3 separate regions of the Mus musculus genome follow, and regions 1 and 3 are each linked to region 2. Evidence: chromatin contacts called from public HiChIP or PLAC-seq and Micro-C data. All regions are on one chromosome and are shown on one strand. Each heading gives the region's core, a stretch centred on a gene start, on an enhancer-like site or on the middle of the called end of the contact. The rest is flanking DNA. Distances are from core to core; before and after follow the strand shown. Region 1 has its middle 68 kb from the start of Mir710. Region 2 holds the start of Tll1 (tolloid-like). Region 3 has its middle 8.5 kb from the start of Mir710.

Region 1 (3,471 bases), core at 848-3,347, 380 kb after region 2:
GGATTGTGGCTTTTGAAGGTTATGGACAGGTCAAGTGGTCTTTAGCAAACAAGCTGTGCTGAGAGAGGCTGAGGTGCAAGGAAACTCCTTTTTTGAAAAGTCCTCTCCAGAGGGGACATGGCAGAGGTGCAAGATAGATAGATGATAGATAGATAGATAGATAGATAGATAGATAGATAGATAGATAGATAGATAGATAGATAGATAGGAAGGAAAGAGAAGTCCAGAGAAGCAGAGGGAAAGGAAGCCAAGGAGAAAAGAAGACAGAGGGGAGAGGAGAAGGAGAGACAAGGAGAGGGAATGAAAGTTTCTAACAGAAAAAATACACCCAAGGACCAGGTGAGTAGAAACACAGAAACACAAATGAAACACGGTGGCACACGCCTTAATCCCAGCACTCAGGAGGCAGAGGCAGGTGGATCTTTGAAAGTTTGAGGTCAGCCTGGTCTACAAGGCAAGTCCAGGCCAACCAAGGATATAACACAGAGACACCTGACTTGAAAAACCATGAATGAAAGAAAGAAAGAGAGAGAGAGAGAGAGAGAGAGAGAGAGAGAGATGGAGGAAGGAAGGAAGGAAGGAAGGAAGGAAGGAAGGAAGGAAGGAAGGAAGGAAGGAAGGAAGGAAGGAAGGAAGGAAGGAAGGAAGACAGGAAGGAAGGGAGGAACGGAGGAAGAAAAAAGAGGAAAAGAAAAACAGAAACACAAAAACCATCACACATGTTACAAAAATTCACAAATATAACCTTGTGGTTTGGATGCAGGTTAACCAAAACCACATGGTTCCATGTGCTAGAAACTTGGTCCTGAACCCTTAAAAAGTGGGGAAGTGTTCAGTATAATTAGAATATCAGCGGTGTGCCTCACAGGAATAAGGACTCTATGGAAGCTCCGTTTGCTCTCATGATGTTCACCACACTCTCTATCCTCCTGTTTGCTTTGACACACACACACACACACACACACAAGCACTACTGCCCCAGTGCCATCTGCTACAAGGTTCTCACCAAATCTCAACAGATTTTGACATCTTGCCCTTTTGATTTTTACAATAAAGTGCCTAGCATCAGGAATTTTGTCAAAGCAATGGGAAATTTTTTAAATATTTTAAAAGTGACTCTTAGATAGGAAAATAATGACGTCTTGCATTCCCCTTTTTTCTCCCTGTTGTTATCCGTTTGTGTGCAATCTCAAGGAAGCTCAGATGTCAAGTATAGGCATGCTGTCTCTTCACCTTAAGTAGGCCACTGGAAGCTCACTCAGATATCAGCTCTGTCACCCCTGGTACAGAGTTGAGAGTTCAGATTCCTGTGCTGTTAGTACCAGAGCCAGATCATCCTGTCTGTATTAACGAAGAAAAACAAATATGAAGGCCAAGTTTGTGGAGCTGTGGATAGGGTGGTATAGAGCAGTGGGTGTCTCACTTATGAAGCCTAGCATTTAATCCCCAGCACTTCTTGAGAAGGAAGAGGCAGGCAGGAGGATGGGGGCAGTTGTTGGTGTGCGCACAATCCAACAGGACCTGGTTAAAAAGGACTGAAGAGAAAACTCCAGCAAGCAATCCCTCTCCTCACATGTGCCTGTTCACTTAGAGTACTGAGCTCCTGTAGCTGCTTCACAGAGAGCAGAATGGGGGAGTAAACCCAGAGGCTCTCCTTACCCTGAGAGACACACTCTGGCTTCAGAGGAGTTCTGTGTGTTTAATACATACAGCGATACATCTTAGGTTTTAAGCAAAGAATGCTGTACCACCTGCAGCTATAATAGAACCCCAAATCCCACAGCAGTAATTTAGGAAACCCAGAGAAGCCATCTCAACAGATATACAAAGGCCTGATAAGACCCAGTGTTTTCTCACTGTCTTGCTCTTGGAATTTCAGGCAAAAAGTTGAAGTGAAGTTTCCACGCAAAAGACAGCAGCGGGTGACTGATGAGATGGTCTGCCCTAGATAACCCATGGCAAGATGGGGGGACAGGAGTAGGCCTGACACAATGGGTCTGATTTTTTTTCCAGAAATTTTTAGAATAACTGTATGCTGATGTAAGAAGAATGAGGAACTGTTGTCAGAGGGTCCACTAGAAAATTCTAAGGAATGTATTGTTATTCAAACTCTGCAGCTACCCATAAAAGGGCCTGTCATTTTCCCTAACGTGTGTTGTTCTAGGGTAATGAACGAGTGACTTCTTAGGAATTCATCTTAGGAATTCATTAAATACAGTGCTAATTTGTCAGTTGGGTCCATGAATAATTCTAAGAGAGGGAGTCTGTCATGAGTTAACTTTGAAAAAATGCATAGAAAAAAAGCACAAGGGATAGACAACATCTCTCTCCACTTTACAACAACGATGACAGGCAAACACTAGGTGTCCATAAGTGAATGTGAGGGAAAACAGGCAGTGGCAGTGGCAGTGGCAGACAGTTGTAGGTGACAGGCTCTGGTTTTATTGGAAGTTTATGTTGGGATGCCTTTGTTTAGATGTGTGCTGGTCATCGCCTGCCAGACACTCCTCCAGGACTCACTCCCTCAGCAAACACCTGCAGGTAAACGTTCACATTCCTATAACCCAGAACATCTGGGCAAAGTTCCTTGTATTACACCATTTCATCCCCAGTGGATGCTTTGGTGGCCATTTTCCAACAAGTTTTAACAATTTGCTCTCTTCTCTCTGTCTCCCCCTCTCCTCTTCCTCCATCTTTCCCTTCCTCTCTCCTGCCCTCCCTGTTCATGTGTGTCTGTGTGTGTTGATCTGAAACAGGGATATTTCAGTACAAGCAAGAGAGAAAATTGCTTTGTTTTGTTTTAAGTACACTATCACTCAGACTGGCCTAAAACTCAGTACATACTTGAGGCCAACCTCCAATCCACAATGACTAGCCTGTCTCAGTTTGCCAAGTGCTAGGATTGCAGGTGTAAGCCACCAGGCCCAACTTCTCTCTTGTTTAGTTTTTTTCTGCCTTAATATTAAGCAGTGGACAGTTAAAGAGTAATAAATAGAAAACCCACATCTTGTTCTTCAGACTCATCCGAGGAGAGCCGTGAGTAGAACCCAGGTCTGTATTACTAATGGCCATTCTTGCATTTGGAATCCCTTTATGGTGTCCTCACTGCTGATCCTTCAAGGCTATTGGCAGATGCAAGTCACGTGTAGATCCCTCAACGCAAGTTGATCTGCAACAGGGATATTTAAGAGGAACCAAGGTCTCTTTATAGCCCAGTACTACACCACATCACTTTTCCAATAAGGAAACTTTTACCTCATGTGAAGCACGCCCAGCTGTGGGCCTTTGGCTTCCTTGGGTCAGGCCTCAGTGTCTAAGCACCAACTCATTTCATTTATTTTGTAAGTGATAGTGTATCAGAGGCTAATGAACTGGCTCAGTCAACAATGTGCTTGGCATACATCAGATCCTGAGCACTCTTGTTATAGGGAGGAAGGAGGAAGGGAAGGAGAGAGAGAGAGAGACAGAGAC
Region 2 (3,546 bases), core at 786-3,285:
TAAAACTTATCTAGGGAATGTGCAGGTTTTTCCTTCACTTGAGCACAGGTCTCCTTCATGCCCAGGAAGGGTTGCCTTACCTAGGGAAGGGGAATAAAAGCAGCCACAGATCTAACCAGTCTTGGAATCTGGATACACTTAGACCTATTGGCTATTTGGCCCACCCTTTCTCTGCCACCTAGTCTGGAATTCACACCTCTTGATGGAACAGACCAGATCGTGCCTGCCTTCAGTTTCTCAAGGACACTGTTATTTGGGCCTGTCACAGCAACCTTCCCAAAGTTAGTTGAGTCCGGGCTGAACTGAGATTGCCTCAGCCACAGTCCAACCGAATTTAGGACAGGGAATCCCCAAAACCCTCCCTAATGCTTCAGCCAGTGTTGGGTCCCCTAGGACACTGCCCTCACGTGGTTCCCGAGAACCGTGAGTGGGGCTCCTACCACAGGCGGGCAAAAGCTTTGGGCGGTGCAGAGGAGGGACGCGTGGTGGCGCCGGCTCGTGGAAGCAGAGAGCTACTCTCTGGTGTTCCCGGCCCGGCGGGGTGAGCCCGCGGGCTTCAGGGAGTGTCAGTGCCTCTGCAGCTCCGGAGAGTACTTCCAGGAAGACACAAATTTGAATGGGGTAGCAACTTGGTATAAATATTATTAGATTTAGTTTTAAATGGGAGAAAAATAACTGGGATCTTATCTACAACTGAGTTCTTTTAAGGTTGTCACAACACCCTTCTGGTCTGGAACTCACACTTAAACTCTTGGTAAAACAAGGAGTGTCCAGAGGCAGAGATGCCATCTCCACCCACCTTTTGGAAAACTCTGCCTACTCGGATATGAACAAACTCTGGGAAACCTCGTCCTGGAACAGCGGAGGTCTTGTCCCTTCCTGGTGCATTGAACCCGCTGCGTGCTGGCATTTAAAACCCACAGAAGCCAGCTGTGTTTATGACTTGTTTAATTTCACAGGGGATGGGGGAGGGATCAGAAACTACAGGACGGGACGTTTGCCTTAAGCGATGGGGGACCAGTGCTTGGCATCTGATCCTACTAGCACAGAACTCCAGGGAACTTGGGCCGCCGCGCAGGGTGGAGAGCCGGGAGGAAAAAGGAGAGGGAGAGAGGAGGGGCAACGATGGAGGGGCTGAGCAGGAGAGAAGGAAACAGGTGAGCTCTCATTGCCTCTTGAAGGAGATTCCAACGTCTTGGTCCCCAGCAGCGCACCACAGTCCCAACTTAGACAGGCACTTACCAGCTTTGCACGGGTCCTTGTAATCTATAGGCTCCGTTTTGTCCTCTTCGTTCCCATCAAAAGTGTAATCATAATCGAGGCCAGCGCAGACCCACAGCACCCGGGAGAAAACAATACCCGAGACCACCAACCACAGGAGCATCCTCGGGGAGAGCGCTTGCAAACCCATCCTCCTCCCCTAGAGGAAAAGGAGGGGACCAGACCCGGAGGGCCGCGTGGATATGCGGGGCTCTAGGGACAGTGTTCTTATCCCGACTGGGAAGCTCCTCGGAAAGACCTGAATGTTCAGGTGTCCGGAGACATGCGGATGTCTTCAGGACGCTAGAGAGGGCAAATGTCTCCCTGTCTCCCCCGGATGCTGGGGAACTTGGCCGGGGGCCCGCGGGTGGGCGGAAGGCAGGTGAGGAGCTCGGCGCAGGGCAGCCGCAGCCAACCCGGCTCGGTCTAGGTCGTCCTTCCAGCGGTCGAACTTCCCGCGATCACGACCGGCCGCGGCGAGAGGCGCACGGCGGGCTCAGCTGCCACCGGAGCTCCGGCTCCCGCGCCGCGCCCCCGCCGCTGTCAGGACCCCGCGGCCGAGAGCGAGCTGCAGCCGCCTGCGCCCGCCGCTGCCACCGCCGCTGCTCGGGGAAGATGAATCCGGTCTGCACATCAGCACATCTGAACTGAAAGGGGAGACCGAGGAAGGGGGTGGGGGATAGGCATTTCTACGCCGCCAGACCTTAAAAGCCTGCCGAAGCTAGGGAAGCTCCCGACTGCCCGGAGAGCAAAGGGGTGTGAGGATTTGGAGTGCCTCTTTCCCCCCCTCTAGGCTGTCTTTTTACCCTCTTCCTAACTTGAAAAAAAAAAAAATCTTCGCAGCATCTAACCCAATCACTCGCATCCTGCTTACTTATTCATACAATCAGGGTCAGGATCCGGGCCACAGCCTCCTCTCTGACTTCGTTTGATAGCCTTATACAAACAAACAGACACGAGCGCGCTGACATTTCCATTTCTATTTTACTAAAGATAAAAAACCGAATGCATTCCGCATTTGCGTCCACGAACAGCAATTAATAGATGAGGTACGTGTCAGTGCAGAGCGCCAGACCGGGGGTGGCGCGAGGGATCGTGACAACTTCGCTGCAAATCTCTCTATCTTGCCCCCACCCCACCCCCAGATAAATAGGCGATGTGTGTTTCTTTCCCTTGCTGCTGTTTAACCTTCCTACCTCAAGAGTGGAAGGAAAAGTATCTGACCTTTCTCTGTTTGGGTAAGAAAACAGGCATCTGTGCAAAGGCAGTCTCCTAACCAACAAAGTTTTACTAAGAACTAGAGAAATTAATTTTTTTTAAAAAAAATCGAGTTCCAGATCGCACCAGCAGGAAACGCTAAGCCCTCGCTGATGGGCTGGAGCTAGGGCTCACGTGGGCGCAGGAAGGGAAGTTGGAATACTCGCCTCGCAAATTTTCTGACAGTTCTGGCGCCCATGCCCAGCGCCTCCTAGTACCCTTCGGCTTCACTTGTTTGATTTCCTCCCTAGGACAGGGTGTAAGAGCCGGCAGCTGGATCAGAGAGGTAAACCACTCCTCAGCCTAGCAGACTCAAGACAAACACAGGTTGTGGGAAATTGGGGAAGGGAAAAAAAAATCAGAGGAAATCTCTGCAAAAAAGCCCCTGGTGTGAGCAATTCCGAGGTTTCCCCACATCTGTAAGTAGTTTCCAAAATAGGTGAGACGACTTCCCCCACCCCCAAGCTTCCGGGAGCCCAGAGAGCTGAGAGCTTTCCTTTTCTAACAATATCTTTTACTGTCACTTTAGCAGGGACTGTCTTCTGGTGCCTTTGTATCTTTATTAGAGGAACCCATCTCTATTCCAAGTAGCCATTTAGGCAAAAGTAAGGAGCCAGGGAGCCATGAATATCGGAATCCTCTGTCTGTCTGTCTGTCTGTCTGTCTGTCTGTCTGTCTGTCTTTGCCTATCTGTCTCTCTTAGGATAGGAAAAAACCACCTTTGGCTTGGAGATGCGACTACTCTATACTTGCTGCAGAAAAGCAAGCAGATAATCTGGACAACATACTGTTTTCTACTTGAAGGAAAAGGGTAGGAGGTAGACTGGAGGTGATTGTTTCTCGCTTGGCAAAGTTGGAGTTTCTTGATGACCACTACAATGATGACCTCTGCCTGTAGATCTTAAACATCTAATCCTGACATACAGAGCAGACCCAGACCGCGGGTTTAAATAGATAAAACATAAAAGAAAAAACAGAAAAAAAAAAAAAAAAAGCTTGCTAAGGAGGTAAAGACACTGCTTTCGAAAT
Region 3 (3,171 bases), core at 323-2,822, 320 kb after region 2:
CACACAGATACTCACACACACACACACACACACACACACAGAGACACACACACACAGATACACACACACAGAGACACACACTCACAGATACACACACACAGAGACACACACAGAGATACACACACAGACACACACACACACAGAGAAACACAGAGATACACACAGACACACACACAGACACACACACACCAAAAAAAAGAGGTGATGGAATTATTTATATGACTAACTTTAAAGCTGAAACAAAAAAATGAATGTTTTTAATCAATAGAAAATCATTTCACCATCACTGAAGTCTGTTTTCCCTAATTAAAACAGAGTTTTGCACATTTAAATACATTTGAATTATTTAAATCACTTAAAGCTAAGCATGATCAAATCAAATGAGCACACAGAACAGCATTTCTTTATATCATCTTCACTATCATCAGTAAAGAGTTATAGCTGAGGTTATTTAAGCATCTCAGTGTAGTCCTCACCAGGCTTGGAAGAAGAGTCTCGTGGTCCCCTAACAATACGTGGCTTACCCATTCCCATGAAGTCCACCTTACAGTTTTCTTATCCCCCAGAGTACATGTTACATTGCGGAGGCAACTTCATACATATTTACATGCCACTTCGTGTCACCTTTGTGCTCCCTCCGGACTCACTTCATCAGGTTTCCCTGACATCCAACCTCCAGCGCTTACGACGATGCTGACATACAGCACAATAACTGCTTACTGAAAATCAGATGCTGCTTATGTTTTATTATAGTTCATGATTAATGCAGAACTGAGACAAACACAGAACAAGAAAAAATGTGCTTCTGTTTTTCTTTTGAAAGCTCCCTATTTCTACCAGGTTGCAAAATGAAGGAAGGGATGGAGGTGGGGGATGACCAGTCACTTTAATGTCAATAGTCATTTTTTCAAAACACATTTTTTAACACAGAAAAAAAAACATTTTTGAATAATTTTCATCTTAACAGGAAATCCAAAGCAAAGTCAATAATTACATTTTGCCACTTTATTTCAGAGCTCAAGCAAGCACTCCACTATCTCCCTCCACAGCCGTAGCCAGCCTTAGCTCTGTTAAAGCCTGAGTGGAAAGGTAGTTTTATGTGAAATTGGTTTACTTTTAATCAACTTGGACAATAGCCATTGATTGCTTTTCCCGCACTCTTAAAATTTCATGATTACAAATACCTATAAATAATGTCACCTTGTCTTGGGACATGAATTTGAAAACACGAAACACATCAGCCTGACACTGATCAAAATCCCCACTGCTGTTAAGAGTCAGGCAGCCATGCTCAGCAGCTTGATAAAGGCCATGGCTGCACGGTATTGCGGCAATGCCCCTGCTTTATCAATGTCCAAAAGTCAGCATTGACTCATTTCATTTCTTGAACAGAACATTATGAACGCTTTCTACCAAAGCTCAATTAGTCATATTTTTAATCATTGCCTTGTTAAAACATGCATGGCAGACTGACTGTTCTAGGAAAAACAGTAGGTTAGTCAGCTGGCTAATAACGCTGAACTGGTAAATTGCTGTGTTTACTTCTCGCTGTATGGCCACTGCAGTCAGACATTTGTGGATCGGTAGACATGAGTCAGAGACTGAAAATGTCCAGGCACATTCATAGACAGCTCATCAAGGACTATAGTGAGCTGTTTTTAGCTTTTTCTAACTTGTAGTTTCTAAACAAGCTATAGGAATTGAGGGAGTCAGTTACAGGTTTCTTTCCCCAGACACAAACAAGACTACACTGTGCTAGTTGGAATTCAGGAAGGAGAAATCAGCCACTGGATGTAGAGCCCTTGAAACTTGTGCCTGGACTTGCAACCAGACCATTAAAGTTATTCAACTTCAGGTATCGGATATGACTCAGTAATTCCATGGCAGAGTGCTTTATAGTATGTCTGATAACGATGGGTTGCTTGATCCCCAGAAACATAAGTACATGCACATATACACAGAGACTCTACCTTGTTCTGCGTGTTCAGCATACCTGTTCAGATTATTTCTATTTTACATGTCTGAGTGCTTCCAGACCATGGTGCTGTTCTGATGCTTGTAGCAAGAGAGAAAAAGAGAGGGGGGGGGGGGAGAAAGAGATGTTTTCAGGAGTTTCCAACTGAAGTTTGAATATGAGAGTCTCTGCTAAGTGGCGCTTCAGGCCAAAGACTGTTCCCAGAGGATCCTGAGTTGAGTAGCAATGGCTACACTCTAGCCCTGCCATAGCTCAATTACCAGATCAGTGGTTCTCAACTTTTAATGTTGCAACCCTTTGATACAGGTCCTCATGTTGTGGTGAGCCGCCCCACTATAAAAATATCTGATATGCAGGATATCTGATATGTCACCCCTATGAAAGGGTCATTCAACCCCTACAGTGGTTGAAACCCACAGGTTGAGAACCACTGTATTACAGAAGTTGTAGTCATGTTCAATGAACCTGGCCTCCAGGAAACATTCTAGCCGACTATTCGGGGCAGCACATGGAAGCTGTCTGCAGAGCTACATCTGTGCAACACATTCTCTTGAAAGGAGATCTGAGCGGGTGACCTCCTTAGCCAACACAGACATCATTTGTATATTTGTGAAAATATTTTGGCATCAAGTTTCCCACAGGTAGTAGTCCCCAGTGGAGCAAATGCCTCAGATTTGAGATTTTTAAAATCACATTAAAAGAAAATAAAGGAATAGCTGTCGTTAAGGACACTTTCTGGAAAGAAAAGCATAGTAAATTCCATATGGACAATTTTAGGCACACGCCAGTGTCACAGTTTGCTTTTACACCGCTGCGATAGAACACTGACCCAAAGGCCTGTTTTATGAGACAGAGTCCATGTGTAACATGTCTCAGCTGGTCAAGAACCTGAAACTAGTTAGGCCAGGGACCTAGGAGAAAACCAAATACTAGTGTTCTGCTAAAAGAGTATGGCAATAAAATAAATGCTAGTGACATTCTATACGATACGATACGATATGATACGATACTCTTAGTATAGTGCTATACTCTTAGCTCAGTGTCTACCTCGGCGATCACTGAGAGGTTTCCTTCTGCAGAAGATGGGACCCAATACAGAGACACAAAACTAGGTAATGTACAGAGAGGGTCAGCCCTTTGTAGCACTCAGTCCAGGATGAGATGTCTTCATTAAACCTCTGTCCTCATAGCTCAGG

Evidence for each region. Hi-C and Micro-C count contacts between places; a contact is called where the count stands out from the background. HiChIP or PLAC-seq counts read pairs in DNA pulled down with a chosen protein or histone mark.
Region 1: a Micro-C map of embryonic fibroblasts shows a contact between it and region 2, with 6 times the contacts expected there. The contact joins the enhancer-like site here to the promoter of Tll1 in region 2. A contact is called at or near these places in 8 of 39 promoter capture datasets (the 3T3-L1 cell line, 3T3-L1-derived adipocytes, cranial neural crest and 3 more), 14 of 484 Hi-C or Micro-C datasets (Sertoli cells, adipose-derived mesenchymal stem cells, cerebellar granule neurons and 5 more), 8 of 115 datasets of contacts at active chromatin or transcription factors (embryonic stem cells, heart atrium and stem cell-derived neural progenitor cells) and 1 of 9 other capture datasets (embryonic stem cells).
Region 3: an H3K27ac HiChIP or PLAC-seq map of embryonic fibroblasts shows a contact between it and region 2, with 6 times the contacts expected there. The contact joins the enhancer-like site here to the promoter of Tll1 in region 2. A contact is called at or near these places in 6 of 39 promoter capture datasets (cranial neural crest, embryonic stem cells, frontonasal cranial neural crest and 2 more), 4 of 484 Hi-C or Micro-C datasets (embryonic fibroblasts, embryonic stem cells, granulosa cells and 1 more), 17 of 115 datasets of contacts at active chromatin or transcription factors (the NIH/3T3 cell line, astrocytes, embryonic fibroblasts and 11 more) and 2 of 9 other capture datasets (adipose tissue and liver).

Annotation. Positions count from the first base shown.
Region 1 is chr8:64,580,909-64,584,379 of GRCm38.p6, forward strand. No RefSeq gene overlaps it. Among named protein-coding and RNA genes, the nearest start is that of Mir710, 68 kb to the left of the region's middle. Within about 2 kb of position 2,098, at least 15 of the 459 cell types and tissues checked have an H3K27ac peak or open chromatin away from gene starts, as enhancers often do. A contact at or near this core is called in embryonic fibroblasts, where this site is marked.
Region 2 is chr8:64,203,973-64,207,518 of GRCm38.p6, forward strand. It overlaps Tll1 (tolloid-like), which reads right to left and starts at 2,036. Exons shown (of 21, transcript NM_009390.3): 1 at 1,243-2,036. The coding sequence starts at 1,411.
Region 3 is chr8:64,521,314-64,524,484 of GRCm38.p6, forward strand. No RefSeq gene overlaps it. Among named protein-coding and RNA genes, the nearest start is that of Mir710, 8.5 kb to the left of the region's middle. Within about 2 kb of position 1,573, at least 51 of the 459 cell types and tissues checked have an H3K27ac peak or open chromatin away from gene starts, as enhancers often do. A contact at or near this core is called in the NIH/3T3 cell line, embryonic fibroblasts, granulosa cells and 1 more, where this site is marked.